Linked DNA regions of Rattus norvegicus: all the other regions are linked to region 1. The links are chromatin contacts, called in public Hi-C maps. All regions are on one chromosome and are shown on one strand. The core of a region is the stretch at or near the end of the contact, and the rest is flanking DNA. Distances in the headings are between cores, read along the strand shown.

Region 1 (3,576 bases), core at 581-3,080:
TACACGATTTATGTTTTTATTTAGGAGAATAAATAAATGAAGAGGGGAGCGCGGTCGAGGCCTGAGCGGGCTCTGAGAGGCTCCATCTCGGGGCGGCCGCTCACGTGGAGGTCCCCGCGCGCTCCCAGCTACTCATTAAGATGCAAACGCGAAACTCAGGCTCCTAATGAGGGGAAAATATAGATTCCGGGGGCGCGCGAGGCGCGCGCGCCCGCAGCGGGCCAGGAGTGTATGCTTGCGTGCAAGCTCGGTGGGAAAGCGGGGAGGGACCCGAGGACACCTGGGCGGCCCACTCGGCGTTGCCTCTCCGAGGCCCGAGGACATAGGGTGGGCAGTGTGCCCCGACGTGACCCTTGTCTGCGAGCATTTAGTTGGGCCCCAGAGTCGAATGTTTATTCCTCCTTGGGTGTCGAGGCTGGTGACCGTGGCCACTCCAGGCTCGCAGTCGCTCTTCTACGGGTGGCTGTCGACGCATGTGCCCGGGCAGACCAGCAGGCCAAGAAACGGGGTCGGGACTCAGGGTCGTAGCCGGGAGGGCCCCAACTTCGTGCATTCCCTTCTTCACCATCTCGGGCCCGGAGCACAGCTGAGGAAACCGCCTTGGCAAGGCTGCGGCCAGGATGTAGCTGTCCCCAAAGGGCAAAAGCCCCAAGTGGGGCTAGCCGCACTACTGAGCCAGTTGTCCGCAGACAGCCGGGCCCTTCCATCTGCGCGGCCCGCCAAGCCAGAGTTCTCAGACTTCCCCCTCGCCGGCAGCCGCCGTGCATCAGAGGCGCTGTTTATTTGGCTTTCTGAGAAGAAGGGCGAATGAACAAAGGAGAAAAGCAGGGCGCCCAAGGGTGGGAGAGGGGACAGAAACGGATAAAAGAAAGAGAAACTCAGTTTGGAGAACAGTCTTAGAGGTCGGAGGTAACTTTGGGAGCCAGCATTTTATCGGTCCTAAATCTTTTGAAGTGAAAACATTAAACTGACAAAGTGATTCTGTTTGTTTTATAGTATCTAATTGGGCTGCTTTGCAACCCTAATGAGATTAGAGGGGAGCAATCGTTCGCCGCCTCTGCAGAATCAACTGATCCATTACTACCAGCCACAGGTTTTAAGGATTGTACAGCTTGTCCTTTTTCCCCCTTTTGTTGTTATTCGTTTTCTCTTTCTCCCCTCCCGCCAAATAATTATTTGCTACTAGATCGTGGGAAAAAAAAAGAGGAAAAAAACCTAGCTGCCCAGGACTATAATATATATCTATTTATTATATGTCTTTCGGTTAATTCCTGATGTGAGGAGCGCTGTTTTTCACTCCCAAGCGAAAGTCACCAGCGGGTAGGGCCTGATTGCTACTTTTCATGCATAGTTTTAGACACAAGAGGGCATTGTGACGTCGCGCCCGGCGGCGCCCAGTCGCAGTCCGAGTCCCGTGGCCCCACGTGGGAGCCTCGCATTCCCATTGGCCAACGCTAGGCGAAGCCGCCACATTATTTTGTTACTTTTCAGTCCCTATTTGGAACTGCTCTCGCGGCAGTTCAGACCTCGTGCTCGGCCCCCTTCGCCTGTCTGTGTGTGGTATCCGCAGGTCCGAGCCACTTTTTTTTTTTTTTTGAGTGCGTGTACGTGTGTGTGTTGAGTGCGTGTGTTTGTGTGTTTTGGGGGTTTGGCGGGGCGCGGAGAGGAGAGCCAGGCTGGGAGGAAGGAAAGAAGCCGCAGAGCTCCCGGGCTCAGGCTACGTCTCCCCCTCCGGTGCTCTCCAGCCTGCGCGCTCCTAGGCAGCAGGGACGCCGACCGCTCCCCGCCGGAGACGCAGCCGATTCACTTGAGAGCAAAGAAGACCCCTTCGCCGAGGCTTCCTATGCCGGCTGGAGTTAGGATGCCACGGCCCATTATTTGCACCGACTAACCCGGAGTTCCTCCTCGGCCCTGGGAAGGACTGGCGGCGGCGGCTGGAGCAGACAGAGCAGCAGGCTCTCTTCTCCGAGGGGAGGGGGGGGCGTCGAAGCGCCCTCGCTGGGCTCTAGCCCTCACCCACGGTCCTCAAGCCGTCACCTCGGTGGCCTGCTTCCTTTTTCTTCTCCCCGCGACTCCGGGCCCGACCGCCTCTGGGATTTGACCCGCGCGCCCCGGATGCTCCGAGCTGCCCAGACGCGCCCCCCCCCCTCCAGCCTCATCGTGCTGATTGACCCGTGAGGGGACAAGAGAAACCCACCCCCCAACCTCCGGGCCTCGGGATCCTGCTCTGGAGCTGCCAGGGAGCCGATGATGTCCACGCAGACCCGGCTTCTGACACTGTCCACGCAGCCGGGGGAAGGTGGCCGGCCGCAGCCGGCCGAGCCTTAGGCGCACAAAGCGCGAGCCCGCCGACGACTTTGCCGCTCGCTCCGCCGCTCTTTGTCTGCACTTGGGGCGCACGCCCGACTCTGGGATTTCGCTGCGAGAGCGGGCTGGGGGGGCCGGGGGCGAGCTCTCGGTTCCCCGGCCGCCCCCCGCTCGGGCTCGCCTCCCCCCTCCCCCGCACGTCCCCGGCTCGGGCTCTCAGCGCTTCCAAGCTCTCGGAATCGCGACCCCTCCCTGCCATGTATCCGCAAGGCAGACATCCGGTGAGTAATTGCAAGTAGGCTTATTTAAGCATCTATCATGGCAGGGTAAACGAGGCAGTTTATCTAGCACCTCCATTTTGCTTGTTGCTACCTTTATGGTGCGCGCGCGTGTGTGTGCGCTCACACAAAGGGGCTGGGTGGGTGGGGGCGCCGTAGAGAGCCAAGGGTAATTGCGCTCGAGTGGCCCGGGCGGCCTGCGTTGGAGGGGAACGTGGGCTCCCGCCCTGGGCCCCTCTCCTAAGTCTTCCAACTCGCTCCCTCGGCACTTGGCCACGGGAGCCCTTCTGGCTTTGGGGGTGGTCGATATGCCCGCTTCCCGGTCCTGTCGGGAGAGCGTTGAAAAACTTGCTGGGAAGGTTCTGGGCTGTGGGGTGGTGGCCTTGCCGGTGGCTCCCGGCGGGGAGGGGCCAGGGACCCAGCGGATGCACGGGGCCGCGTGGAGCCCTTCTGATGTGCCCACTCCTCTCCCCTATGTCGTCCTTGTGGGCTCCAGGCACCCCATCAACCCGGGCAGCCAGGATTTAAATTCACTGTGGCCGAGTCCTGTGACAGGATCAAAGACGAATTCCAGTTCCTGCAAGCTCAGTATCACAGGTAAGGCGGGTGGGGGGTGGGCCCGGGCTGACGTGGAGGGCGGCCTGGCGCGCTCCTGCTACCCCCCGCAGGGCCCGAAGGGGACGTCGACCCCCGACTGCGGGGCCGCAGGGCCTCCGCCTTTTGTTTCCCCTCTCGGAGCGCACAGCCTTAACCCTTTGCGTTCCGCAGTCGCCCAGCTCCCAAAGCCCGTCCTGTCGAGGGTCGGGGTCTTGCGCCAGCGTCCGGGCCCGCCCCCGCGTGGCCGAGGCGAGTCCCCTCGTCAGATCAAGAGAAGTTTGGAGTTGGTACGGCCAGGCTCCGGGTGGTAGGCACCCATTCCCACTGTCCTGAGGATGCTGGATAATGGGGGTACTCAGAGTGCCGGGCAAGTGAAGTGGCTCTGTGAGTCCCT
Region 2 (3,797 bases), core at 908-3,407, 330 kb after region 1:
AGTCCTTTGTGTTACTCCCTCCATTTGACACACAAGGAAACTGAGGCACAGAAAAACTGAGGTCCCACAACTGAGGTTCACAGACTGAACTGATGACCCAGTGGCCACGATGTTAGAGGGCCATGCTGGTCTTCTAGGTTCACATGAATATGAGGGCAAAGGGAGGGAGAGTTTCATTCCTAGATCCACTGCAAAGCTGTGGCAAAGGAGGGTGGATCTGATCCCAAAGGGATGATGAGGTCTTGGGTTTTTGACTCTTGCAAGGAGCACCCACAGGAAAAGTAAGAACCAAAGAGAATCCTACAGAGGGTACTTGTGGGTAGGAGTCCAAAAGTAGTGGTCCTTATCTTAGACAAATCGCAGCTGCCAATAAGTTAAGAGAGGCTGGGCTAAGGCTTTGTAGAGTCAATCAATAAGGCTCAGCGTCTCACTGAGCCTGTCAGCACTGGCCGCTTTCTCCTGGTCTCTTTAAATCCTGTGGACTATGGCTTCTTCTTGTTCCATTTGTTGTTCCGATGGGCAGATGAGAAACTTGAGGCTTGGGAGACTCAGACACTGACCTGAGCTTCCTGACTAAGTAGACCCAGAGGCTGTATGCTTGGCTACTGTCACAGCCTCTCTCCAATGAGTTGGCCACCACATAGACGCAAAAGCCTGCGTTCACACCCAGTGTGATGCTTTCCCGGGTTCCTCAGCTGCAGTTGGCCTCCTATACCATTTTAGAAATGCATTCTGCAGGAGAAAGCTTGCAGAGTCTTCTGGGTCTGTAAGGACCTCTTGGAAGTCCAGTTTAAGGCAGCATGAGCCAAAAATGTATAAAGCCTACTCCCCACTGGGGGAAAATGGCGGAACATCTGGGGTTCCTCCTCACACAGGTGCTGCACGAAGTATGAAGGAACCTGAGAAGCAAAAGAGCAACCCTAGCTCCCCAGAAGTCCTTCCTCAGATTAGGGCCACCTTTTATTTGAGGCAGGCCTTATCACTGGCCTAGAACTTGCCAGACAGGCTAGGCTAAGCTGGCCAGTGAGCCCCAGGATCTGCCTGTCTCTGTTTCCTCTGTGTTAGTGTTTGAAGCACACCTCACTGTGTCTGCTTGCTGTCACTCCTTATGGGTGTTCTGGGGATTAAACTCAGGTTCTCGTGCCTGTGTGACAAACCCCTTACCGAAGCAGTCATGGCCCCATTCCAGACCAGCACCAGGAGGAAGCCGTGGCAGCGGCCCAACCTGCCGTGCCCCTCCTGAACTCCGGTCAGATTCTCTCCCTGCCTTCACTGGCTATAATCACAAGGCACTAGGATTGTTCAGCATTTTCTTAAATCGTTAGTCTCCTCTGACCCAGTGAGTGCAGAAACCTGTGGATTCTGCCTTGAGGGTGGGCCCCCTCCCACACTCACTTGGGGCATGCACACGACTTGGGGTCCCGGTTTACACAGAAGAGACAACCTTAGAGGGTATCCCCTCCCCTAAGGAGTCATGTTGTCTAAAGACTATCGTCATGTGGCTGCAGAACTGAAGGAGGGGGTGGGAGATGGTGGGAGCTCTCCCCGCAGCAGCTGATGCCCACCTATTGCTTGGTATAGCCAGTCAGATTTTCCCAGGCCCCTCCAGCCAGGCTGAGTTTCCCTCCCTGGTGGTTCCTACAGGGGGGTTAGGAGTAGGAGCATGTAGAACCAGTTGTCAGTCAGGAAGGGCAGGGACAAGGAAAGAGGAACAGAAGCAGGGAGGAGGGTAACAGAGCCACAGGCCTGACTTTGGGTTTCCAGCTTCTAATTCTTCAGGGGTATGGCCCAAGCAGTCACCCTGGGGTTTTGTGAAAGTCTGCCTACCCTTAGGTCATCTCATAAGCAAAAAAGCTGTTCCTGGAAGCCCAGGGGACCCCATAGGAAAACACTAGAAATTCACAGGCCTGAGGAGCTCACTCCTGCAGGTGTGGCAATGTCCCCTGGCTTTCCTGCACCTCTCCAGAGCCAGGGAGGCTTATGCTGGGGAAGGGGTGCCAGGATCTGTCCCCAACTTTGGTGTCTGCTGTCTGATGGCCTGGCCTGGCCTCAGACAAGTGTCTCTCAAGCCTGAATTCCAGGACTCCACAGCCTGCCTCCACTCTTGCCCATTGCCCTGCAGTTGCCTCAGCTTAGTCAGTCTTCCTCTCAGCTTTCTGCTGCATAGGACACAAAGTCCAGCCCAGCCTCCAAGGCCACCACCTTCCCCTTCCAAGGCTCATCACTCACTCTTGCATTTCCTGTCAGTCCTTCCTTCTCAGCCTGGCCAACTTCCCCTCAGCTCTCTGCTTGTCCAAATCTCTGAGCTTCCCCGGTCTGAAGGAGGGGCTCCTCACTCAGCCTGTCAGAACTCAGGAGAGGCTGACCACTTTCTCCTCTCCTCACACCCTGGGTGTGAATTGGTGGCAAGCTGCCACCCCACTCTTTTTCCTCCCTCCCTGCTTTCCCTCAGCCCTTCTACTGTCCGTCCAGTTCTGTCCTGTCCCATCCTGTCCCGTCCTGTCTTTCTTTCCTTCCTTTCTCTCCTCTCCAGCTCTCCTTTCTCTTCTCCCTCTATTCTTGTCTTCCTTCCTCCCTTCCTCAAACTTGATTTCCATGAGTTTCAGGTCCTTTGTTCCTAATTTAGAGACAACAAACCCGAGGCTCTGAGAGGTCAACAGTGACCCCAAATCGCAGCTCCAGAGTGTGCCAGCACCTGGTTGAAGGAAAAGCCAGGACTGTCTTCTCCAAGACCCCTCCCCATCTTCTATTCCATTCCATAACCAAGGCCAGCTCCTGGCGTTGCCATGGGTTCATGTTAAACATGCATGTGCTCTCCTTAAAAGGGCACACGATCTGAGTTTGATCCCCAGAAGCCATGAAAAGGCCTGGCTTAGTAGCATGCTCTTTCTATCCCAGCATCAAGGAGGCTGAAACAGGAGATCCCTGGAGCTTGAGGTTGTCCAGCCCAGATGATTCAGTGAGCTGTAGGTTCAGGGAGAGACTGTCTAAAGCTAAAGTGAGAAGGTTGGGAAGGTGGATCAGTGGTCCTGAGTGCTTTCTTCTCTCCCTAAGGACTTGCGTTTGTCCCCCAGCACCCACATTAAGTGGCTCACAACCGACTGTTCCTGAGGTCCAACCTTCTTCTGGCCTCTTCAGGCACCTGCATATGCATGGTACAATACAAACATTTGTATAATAAAATATGTCTTAAAAAATTAAAATAAGGGGTTGGGGATTTAGCTCAGTGGTAGAGCACTCGCCTAGCAAGCGCGAGGCCCTGGGTTCAGTCCCCAGCTCCGAAAAAAAAAAAAAGAAAAAAATTAAAATAAGGGGGCTGGAGAGATGGCTCAGCGGTTAAGAGCACTGACTACTCCTCCAGAGGTCCTGAGTTCAATTCTCAGTAACCACATAGTGGCTCACAACCATCTGTAATGGCATTCAATGCTTCTTCTGGTGTGTCTGAAGACAGCTACAGTGAACTTGTATATATAAAATAAATAAATCTTAAAAAAATAATAAAAATTAGGGGGAGGGCAAAAGAAGACATTTGCCAACTTCCTCTGGCCTACACACACACACACACACACACACACACACACACACACCCCTGTGCTTACATGCACACACATAAACACATATACAAAACCGTAGAGAAACTGATAAAGAGAGGAAATTTTTTTCTGAAATCTAAAGGACCCTGAGAAAATCTGACCTCAAGAAAAAATACAGTTTCAAAAGCCCTTGTTATTAAGGAAGACAAACTAAGAATAAAAGTGTTGAATGTATATCATTAAATTAGTGAAACAGGCAAACGG
Region 3 (3,691 bases), core at 108-2,607, 330 kb before region 1:
GGTGGGTCTGTAAAGTGCTTGCTCTACCTGGAGGTATCCTGGAGCCCTCTTCTGACCAGTTCCTGCCTTCATCCCATCCTTCCATCCACATGTCCGTCTGTCCATCTGTATGTCTATCTGTCCATCCATCTGTCTGTCTGTCCATCCACCCATCCCATCCCTACAGATATACATATATCAATTATGTATGTAAACACACATACACACATACACACACCCCATATAACTTACAGGAGACAAGATTTATTTTAGCTCATGGTTTTGGAGATCTCAGCCCATGTTGCTTGGCCCCATCACTGTGGATTTGTGGTGAGATGAGGTATCGTGGTAGAAAGAAATAGATAAGCAGAACAGCTCACCCCGTGGCAGCCAGGGCACACGGAGAGACAGAGGAAGGGCTAGAGACAAAACATGCCCTTCAAAGGCACGCCCCTAGAGATCTGCCTCCTTCCATTAGGTCCTACCCCAGAGAGCTCCCACTCCTCCTAAAAGAGAGCTACCAGTTAGGGAAAAAACCTTCAACACTGAAACCTTTGAGCTTGCTACATAATAAAAACATCAGCTTCACCCATCCACCTGCCCAGAACGCGTGGTTCTGAGCTAGACTTTGGAAGCCAGAGGTAATTTAAGATGTAGCTCCTCTCCTTAGAACCTGAATGGAAGGCAGAAGGCAGAACACCTGGCTTCAGTGGAGACTCGGGCAAAGCAGATGGCTACATGGTCAGCCTGGTGGAGAAGCTGGAGGTTAGTCCTGCTGTGAGGGCTCAGGAGTCCGTACAGAAGTGATGGACACACACACATGGTTTGAACAGGGTCTCCAAGGGAGAGCAAGGCAGACAGTAAAGGGGTGGTTGTTTTGAGTAGGAGGTCAGTATGTGCAAAGGCACTGAGCCACCATAGCTGAGGGAACATCTGGAGGGAAGATCCCACCAGTGAGCATGAGAAGGAAGGATGCTGCTGAGAGACAGGTGGTACCTAAGAGAGGCAGCCTTCCATGTGTACAGTGAGATGGAGACATCTCCCACAGCTACTGAGTGTCCATGAGTGTCTGCCTCGTGGGCCACACATCCTAGGCCCTGCCAGGCTGTCCCTCTCAGCCACCCATCTGGTGCTGCCCTCCTTACCTGCCTTCTCCAACAGGGTCATGTGATATTGATGACTAGGGAGAGAGAAGGGGATGGCTGCTGGGAGAGACCTGTGAGAGCTGACCCTGGTGGGCGCTGGCCTGGGCCTGGGGATAAGTGAAATTCCTGAGCAGACTTGGCTTGCCCAGAAAGGGATGGGCCTGACTCATCTCTGTTATCCTCACAGGGGCACCCCAGACAGGAGCAAGTGAGTCCTTCCAAGCGCATTCACTGCCCTGACTCCAAAGCCAAGGAGGAAGCCTCCATTTTGTTTCCCTTGACGGGAATGGAGTGGGTTTTCTTTCTCCTTCCAGCCTGCCCTGGTGAGCCCTCCTTGTCCCTGCTGCCCAGCTTCTTGGCACCGAGCCCCTGCATCTTGTTATCGCAGGCTTTGTGCTGTCTGTCACCTTTTATTACAAAACCTTCTGAAATTCTCCGAATCGTCTCGCCGGTTATCATGCTCAACCACAGTGTGCTTGCAGGAGCCTCGGGCTGGAACCACAAGGCAGCCACAGTGCATCGGGGACTTCTGTTCTGTGCCCAGGCAGGCCCCCTCCTTTCTCCTCCCCACTAGGCAAGTTTTGCCAAGCTTCCTTCTCCCTCCCCCCTCCCCCCTCCCCCCTCCTCTTCTTCTACTTCTTCCTCCCCTACTTCCTCCTCTTCTCCTTTTTTCTTCTCCCCTTTTCCCTTCTCTCCTTCTTTCCCCCTCCTCCTCTCCCCTTCTCCCCCTCCTCCTTCCCCCTTCTCTCCTCTCCTCCCTCCTCCTCCTTGAGTTAGACAGTGAAAGGATTCAGAACACATCCCTCTTGCTGGGGGTGGATCTGCAGAAGCTCTGTGGGAGCTGTGGGGCTTGCAGGGGTGCTGGAGTTCTGAGAGGAGCAGAAAGCTGGGGGAAGGTAAGGAGGAGGAAGCCACTGGCTGGCCTCATGTGCTTTGCAGCAGGCAGGTTCTAAACTCAGTGCCAGGGCCTCCCACAGGACTGGAAGTGGGTATGGGGGTGGGTACAAGATGCATACACTTGCCTGGAGGGACAGGGACCCAGGATGATACAGAGCGCGGTGAACAATTGTGTAGTCTGGGTTGTTCTGATTGCCCCACCCCATTGCCCCTGTGGTTGTGGGGTTCTGTGTAGTAACTGTCCCTGGGAACTTTGATACAGCAAAATGGAAAGCAGGGGTTGGTGTCGCTCTACTTAATCTGCGTCAGACCAGGGAGAAAACAAGGGGCTTGGCATGGAGTCTTTCTCCCCTTTGGGATCTGGCCAGGGGAACAGACCCATGTGTCAGGCCAGTTCGGGAGGCCAGATGTCCATTTGGGAAAGGCTGAGGGGGAGAAAGGCTTTGAATATGCTCTCTGCTCCCTTCCTATTGTGGACCCAGAGCTGCTGGGCTCCCAACCCCAGGTAGCAGCCACTCTGTAGCCCAGTCTGGCTCCTTTCCAGGAAGAAGAGCAGTGCCCCATCTTCATCCAGGAGCAGGGCAGCATCTGTGGACAGGGTGACCTTCGACGGGCTCTGCAGCTTCACTTCTGAAATGTGAGACCCCTTCCATGGAGAGACTGGATTCTGTTGTCTTACTTTGTTATGTTTTATTTTGTTTTGAGTCAGGGTCTCACACTGCATCCCAGACTGGTCTGGAACTACCTATGCGTAGCCCAGGCAGATGTGGCATACGCAGCAATTCTCCTGTCTCGGTGCCCTGACTGCTGAGCTTGCAGGCTGACAATGAGTAGTCTGAGAGAAACGGATACACTTAGCGGTCTGTCTGCTGACCACATGACTGAGCTCTGTGCCTAACAACCTTGAGGGGCTTCGCAGTTGACAAATGGCTCTCGTGCAGTGTCATAACTCTCTGGAGGAGGTATTTGTCCCCATAATTTACAGCTAAGGAAACTGAGGTGACTTACTCACCGCCATAGGCAGGGACCAGTTATCCACAACCCACAGCCCCACACTGAGAAGAGCTGGGCCCAGAAGCTGGGCTGAGAGAAAGAAAAAAAAGGCAGGGTGGTTGAGGGCTGGGCTCATGGTATCAAAATCTAGGCTGAGGACTTGGGAAACCAGCAGGTAGGTCCTGGTTCTTACTGTCTCTTGCCCTCTGACCAAAGGACGGCATAGAAGCTGAGAGGTAGCCCAGACCATCTGTCCTTCAGGTGAAGTGTGTGTGTGTGTGTGTGTGTGTGTGTGTGTGTGTGTGTGTGTACATGAGCACAAGTACCTGTGCTGCCTTTGCATGTTTTATGTGTGTGCACACCTGTGCATCCTCATGTGTGGGTGTGCACATGATGCCAGAGGACAACCTTGGACACCATTCTTCATGTGCTAACCACCCTGGTTTGTTTGATTTTGTTTTTTATGCAGAATCTCCCAGTAACCAATTAGGCTAGACTGACCGGCCAGCAAGACCCAGGGATGGTCCTGTCTCTGGCTCTCCAGTACCTGGATTACAAGTGCTCATTACCACACCTGGCTTTTGTTTCATGAGGGCTCTGGGGATCACACTCACCCCCTGTTGCACAGCCATCATTTTACTAACAGCTACTTCCTCGGCCTCTGGACATTCTGACAC

What was found. A called contact is a pair of places that touch in the nucleus more often than the background predicts.
Region 2: a contact with region 1 is called in a Hi-C map of liver, with 5 times the contacts expected there. The contact joins the enhancer-like site here to the promoter of Tle3 in region 1. A contact is called at or near these places in 8 of 12 Hi-C or Micro-C datasets (the A7r5 cell line, the Rat2 cell line, Schwann cells and 4 more) and 1 of 1 datasets of contacts at active chromatin or transcription factors (oligodendrocytes).
Region 3: a Hi-C map of frontal cortex shows a contact between it and region 1, with 2.2 times the contacts expected there. The contact joins the enhancer-like site here to the promoter of Tle3 in region 1. A contact is called at or near these places in 4 of 12 Hi-C or Micro-C datasets (Schwann cells, frontal cortex, kidney and 1 more).

What each region holds. Positions count from the first base shown.
Region 1 is chr8:70,751,947-70,755,522 of GRCr8, forward strand. Tle3 (TLE family member 3, transcriptional corepressor) reads left to right here and starts at 1,831. Exons shown (of 20, transcript NM_053400.2): 1 at 1,831-2,588; 2 at 3,082-3,182. The coding sequence starts at 2,565.
Region 2 is chr8:71,079,709-71,083,505 of GRCr8, forward strand. No RefSeq gene overlaps it. Among named protein-coding and RNA genes, the nearest start is that of Rplp1, 210 kb to the right of the region's middle. Within about 2 kb of position 2,158, at least 19 of the 93 cell types and tissues checked have an H3K27ac peak or open chromatin away from gene starts, as enhancers often do. A contact at or near this core is called in liver, where this site is marked.
Region 3 is chr8:70,424,999-70,428,689 of GRCr8, forward strand. It overlaps LOC102551127 (a long non-coding RNA gene), which reads left to right. Exons shown (of 4, transcript XR_005488237.2): 1 at 1-2,020; 2 at 2,566-2,658. Among named protein-coding and RNA genes, the nearest start is that of Uaca, 270 kb to the left of the region's middle. Within about 2 kb of position 1,358, at least 37 of the 93 cell types and tissues checked have an H3K27ac peak or open chromatin away from gene starts, as enhancers often do.